Linked DNA regions of Cricetulus griseus: region 2 is linked to region 1. A link is a contact called in public Hi-C data. All regions are on one chromosome and are shown on one strand. Each heading gives the region's core, a stretch centred on a gene start, on an enhancer-like site or on the middle of the called end of the contact. The rest is flanking DNA. Distances are from core to core; before and after follow the strand shown.

Region 1 (2,700 bases), core at 142-2,641:
GCCCTCATGCTCCCATCCAAGAATGTGCTGGGAAAGGAAAACGTCGTGTTGCTGCCTATCAGCCCGCTCTGACTCATCCCTGTTGTGCTGGTTCAGCAAAGGAACCACGTTGCTCCTAAGCGCTGTTTCAGCCTTAGGCCGACCAGGAAGTTGGCTGTTTGTTGTTTCTGGGCTAAGTAAAAACCGTGCATGTTAGAGTGGCTTCCCCAGCATACACGAGTGCACGCTGTCTGTCTCTAACGTCCACGCCCTCGATCCCTTCTCCCCTCGCCCCACAGCCGCCCCTACCTGCTTTAGACCCGTTGGCCCCGTTGGCCTCGAAACCCAACAACCTGCCTGCAGTCAGGGCCGGCTCCTTCTTGAACTTGCTCTCGAAGGGCCCCGAGTGGCCGTGCTGGTGCAGCGCCAGTAGCGTGTCGCGCACCGTCTTAGGCCTGCTGGACCAGTCCTGCTCCCCGGGCGCTCGACCCTTGCCTGCACCGTCGGCGCCCAGCTCGCTCGCCCCAGACGCGCCGGATAAGCTGTCGGCTGGGCTCCGGTGCGCGGGCTGTGCCTTCTCCTTGTTCGGCTCACGAGCCTCGTGCTCTGCCGCGCCGGACACCGACGCCGGCCGTTTGTGGGTGCCCAGCTCGGCGGGCTGGGAGCCCAGGCCCGGTGTTCCACTCACCGCGGCCAGTGTGGCCGCAGCACGGCCGCTTAGCCCCAGTGCGGCGGAGCCGTTCACCAGAGGCACCAGGGTGGGCGGCACGGCGTGTGCGCGCCGAGGGTTCGGGCTCTGGCGATTCAGCTCGGGCGGCTCCTCCAGCTTGGAGAAGCCGTTGGGCACCAGGATGCCGTTCGCCGGCGCGGGCTGCGGTGCGGCCGACTGCGGGAGGCCCGCACCGGCACGAGTGCCAAAGTCAGAGGACAGGCGCGGGGCCCGATCCGGCGCCAGCGGGTAGCGCTCCATGGCCTGAGCGCGTGCGGCCTCGGCGCCCGCGTGGCCCAGCTGCGGCGGCGGCTGCAGCAATAGGTCCTTGGCCGACAGTGGCGGTGGCTTGGCGGTCGAGGGTTGAGCGCCGGTCGGGGAGCGGCCCTCGGAGAAGCAGCCGTGAGCACGCTTCAGCTGGCGCGCCGTCTCGATGACGAACTCCACGCGGTCGGCGCCCTCGTAGTTGACGCAGCCGCGGCACACGGGCTCCGTGAAGTCCCAGATCATGGCCCAGGGCATGCGGGGCAGGTCACACAGATAGCACGACTGGCGCCGAGACGCGGCCGCCACCGCCACCGCCGCGGCCATGTCCGCACAGCCTGCCGCGCCACAGGAGGAACCGGGCGAGGAGGGGACGCCGCCGCCCCCCGCGGTCCCCGCGCGCGCGCGCCGGCCGGCCCAAGCCCGCGTCTGCGCGACTAGCGGCGGCGGCGGCCGCAAGCGAGGAGGCGGCGGCGGCGGCAGAGCCCGGGCCGGCGCGGCGCCCGCGCGGCGCCCCCGGGGCACGAGGGGGCGGCGGGCGCGCGGCGGGGCGCGGCTGCAGGTCCCCACGGGCGGCGGGGCGGCGCGGCGTGCGCGGGGGCGGCGGCTCGGCCGGGGCGCGGGCTCGGGCCTCCAGACCGGGGCGAAGACGGGCCGCGAGCGCAGCAGGTCGCGGCGGCGCCGGGCGCGCAGAGCCGCGCGGGGACGGGGGACGCGGGGCAGCCGCCGGGGCAGCTCAGCCCGAGCGGCGGGGCATGCCGCACGCTAAGGCGTGCAGCTCGGTCCTAGGCCCCGGCGCAGCCGCTGCACAGCACCCAGTGCAGCTCAGCTCCTGCGCCGCTGCTGTCGCTGCTGCTACCGCCGCGGCCGCTCCACTTCTACAGACTTGATTCTTCGACAGCTCTGCACGGCGCCTGCGCGGCCCCCTCCCTCCCTGGCGCGCGCGGCCTCGTGTGCCCGCCCTCCCTCCGCGCTCTCGCGCGCGCCGTCCTGGATTCTTCCCTTTCTCGATCGCGTGCGCGCAGGGGCTGGAATACCGCACGAGTTCGCGCGGCCCTGATGCTGCAGGTGTGCAGCTCTCAGCCCTTGGGGTCGTCTGTGTCCCCCACCCCCACCCCCCGCCTACCCCGCTAGGATGCTCCACCCCACGGCCGTGTCCTTTTGATTAAATTGTGCAAACTGTTTTATTTTACACGCAATGTCACTTTGTCACTGCTTGGTTACTGGCAGCCTCCTGAGCAGGGGATTTCGAGCATAGTAAGGTGCACTTTATTAGACTTTTCTGTTAAGAGTCTCACTTGGCCTAAGATGAGCGTGCGCGCGCGCAGTCAACACGCTTAGCCCTGCTTTGGTCGAGGAAGCAACACAGTCGCTGTCCCTTTAAGTTTTACAAACTCCAGACGGCCTGGTGCACTCTGGCAGGCCCGGCCTCCTTTGCGCGTGCACTAAAAAGAGGATGCATAACCCAGGCTCATCAGGGCCCTCGGCGCCGCCGCCCCAGCGTCTTATGTAGGTCCGCGCGGCAAGCGCGTGACGTGGGCAAGGGACGCCGCCACTGCGCAGGCTCCACATAGACGTGCACAGCGCCGCGGGCTCTGAGGCCGAGCCGAGCTAGTGCACATTCCAGGGATGTGGGCTCTGCAGCCCGCCGCGTCACGGCGCAGGTCCCGCCCCCGAACTCTGGCTCGCAGGCCCTGCCCCACTACCTCCACCCCGGCCGAACTTGGAGTGGCCAGCCCCAGGCGCCG
Region 2 (2,700 bases), core at 80-2,579, 270 kb after region 1:
TTCACCAAACGTGCTCTGGATCATCAGCCAGCAGTAAAAACACACAGGAGGGAGATGGTCTGGCTGGAAATGAACTGCAAATTGATAAACATGTAGTTGTTAATGCGGTGTTTATTATTTTTTACTGGGATAAAAATTAACTTGTGCAGCCCTGGCCAGGCAGCAGCTTGAACTCTACCATCTGGGTGGTGGAAAAAACTTATTTCTGGAGCCCCAGGTTACAAGTTACTATTGCCAGACTGTGTTTGTGAACAGGCCCTGTATGTCCAGAACTGAGAAGGGCTTCAGCTATGCACCAGAGAACCTGCCAGGGCAGCAAAGACGACTCCCAGGGGGGTGCCACTCTCAGGATACTCTGAGTTCTGATTTTTTACATGAATGTATATATGCCAGTGTATGGGGAGGCCAGAGTCAACCTTGCCTGGACAGCAAGCTCCAGGGATCTGCTTGCCTCCACCTCCCCAGCACTGGGATTACAATCCCATGTCACCGCACCTACTGTTTTAAACGCAGGTTCTGGGTTACTGAACTCAGGTTCTCATGCGTGTGAGAGCAGCACTTTACCAGCCATCTCTCCAGAACTAATTTCACATTTCAAGTCGAGAAAGGGCTGCCAACTTCCTAGAAAATCACTTCACCATAGGAAAAGAGCTGGGCTACAAGATGGCCCTTCTAGAGGCAAAAAAAGATTGCAAAGGATGCACCATGGAGGGTATGGGGGAGGATGCTCTAGGGACTAGCCTAAGCAAGCACAGCCAGTCATGTGACAACCCGAGCAGCTGCCCCAGCTGCAGAGCCGACCTCTCTGTCCCCAGGGGCCCTTTTCCATCAGCTGGATCAATTTACTTTAGCTACAGTGCCCTACACAAGCAGAGACTGAATTATGACTCGTGGAAATTCCCTCTGTATCAGGGAACCAGGTAGCTTTCAAACTCCCAACAATTGATGGCCCGTTTGGTCAAAGGAGAATAAAGGGGGGTGGTAGACAGCAGGCAAGGCTATGCATTTCCAAACAGGCTGTTTGGTTTCTAGTAAATTAGGAGTGGGTGGTGGAGGGACCAGTAATGTTACCCTGTAGTATGCGGTCTTCTTTGACGTCAGCAAGCTGTTTCTCTCCCTTTCTCCTCTTGCCCTCCTTTCTCTCTCCTTTCTATTCCTTGTCCCTTCCCTCCTCCCAGCCTCCTTACAGCACAGAAACATGCCAAAAACAGCTCAAGAGTTTTGCAACACAGCTCCAAGTTCAGAAGATTTCCCTACATTGACAACAGAGCAGTGCAGAATGCAGGCTGTAGTGGGAGGTAGGCAAGTCAGAAAGACACACACCAAAAAAGTTCAGTGACTCAGAGCAGGAAGCGGGACATGTGCTGGAGGGAGGAGGCGGTCACCACCACAGGCTGTACATTCCTGCCTTGCTTGGCCAGGTTAGCCGTCCCCTCTGAGGGAGCATTCCACTGTGGCAATAACACACTCTGGTCTCAGGCAGTCCTGAAATAGTATCTTGGAGAGCATGTGCCCTCCTGCTCTGTGGCCACTCAGCTTGGCACCCGGCCTGGTTTCCTGGCTCCTCCTGTTTCTTCCACCAAGACATGTTCTCTGCTCATCAAAGACAGTAATAGCTACCCTCATGTCAGTACAGAACTAGTGTGAGTAAGACTGCAAGGCTGGCCAAGCACTCAAGGCCCAGACCAGAAATGCTCTTGTTTTCACGTAAATTACAATTGTGTGCACTCATACGCATCCACATATGCACATGCACACAAATACATATATGCATACATGCTTGCACATGCACACACAAGTACACATGCATGATTGCTTCAAAAGAGACACGCTGTGTGTATTGGAGTGGGCCACTTCCTGGGTGGTGAATCTTAGCAAGGCTACTTGGTCTCAGGAGTAAAATGACTGTGTGCCTTTTTCCTGCAAGCAGCTGCTTTGAAGTTGGAATATATGTGTGTGTGTGTGTGTATATGAATATGAATATTATATTAGTCTTTGAAGGCAGAATATATATGATGTGAAGGTAGACATGGGACCAAATGGGGAAGGAGAACCTGAAGGAGATGGGGGAGGAAGAACAAAACAGGGTAAAAGATAGCAAGGGGGAGAAAGATAAAATATCACGCATCTTCTCTCACATATGAAACTAGATTTAGCTATATTCACATATATGCATGGCATGAAAGCAGGAAGCCTTATTTAAAGGGAGGGAGAGGACCAGTGAAGAGAGGGAGGACAGGGGAGGATAGTAGGGGAAACAAATACAAATATATGAATGGAAATGTCATCATGAAATCCATTATTTCATAGACAAAAAAAATGCCAATTAAAAAAAATAGTGGTAAAAAGAAAGACAGATGGACAAGACCTCAACCCCATGACTTTGGCCTGGTGAAGTCCCAAGTTGGGTTGGGGGCAAAAGCAGAGAGCAGGCCTGGATGTGCCGCTGGCCCCTCCTCCATCCTCTGAGCTGGAAAGCAAGGGTATTAGAGGACTCAGAACAGGAAGACTGTGTAAGCCAGTGCCCCAAATGTTCTCTACAGGCATGAGGTCGTGGGAAAAACACACACACACACAGAATGAAGAGTGAGGATCTATTCCAAAATTAGATAGGAAACATGATGAAATGTGTACACATGTGCCTTCAGTCTTAGGACCCGGGACTGCATGGAATTGTCACGAGAAGATAAAGCCATTCAG

The links. A called contact is a pair of places that touch in the nucleus more often than the background predicts.
Region 2: a Hi-C map of the CHO-K1 cell line shows a contact between it and region 1, with 4 times the contacts expected there. The contact joins the enhancer-like site here to the promoter of Irf2bp2 in region 1. A contact is called at or near these places in 7 of 8 Hi-C or Micro-C datasets (the CHK-Q cell line, the CHL-YN cell line, the CHO-K1 cell line and 3 more).

What each region holds. Positions count from the first base shown.
Region 1 is chr3:203,411,035-203,413,734 of CriGri-PICRH-1.0, forward strand. Irf2bp2 (interferon regulatory factor 2-binding protein 2) reads right to left here and starts at 1,392. Exons shown (of 2, transcript XM_027404792.2): 1 at 337-1,392. The coding sequence starts at 1,279.
Region 2 is chr3:203,677,507-203,680,206 of CriGri-PICRH-1.0, forward strand. No RefSeq gene overlaps it. Among named protein-coding and RNA genes, the nearest start is that of Tomm20, 100 kb to the right of the region's middle. Within about 2 kb of position 1,330, at least 6 of the 6 cell types and tissues checked have open chromatin away from gene starts, as enhancers often do. A contact at or near this core is called in the CHO-K1 cell line and fibroblasts, where this site is marked.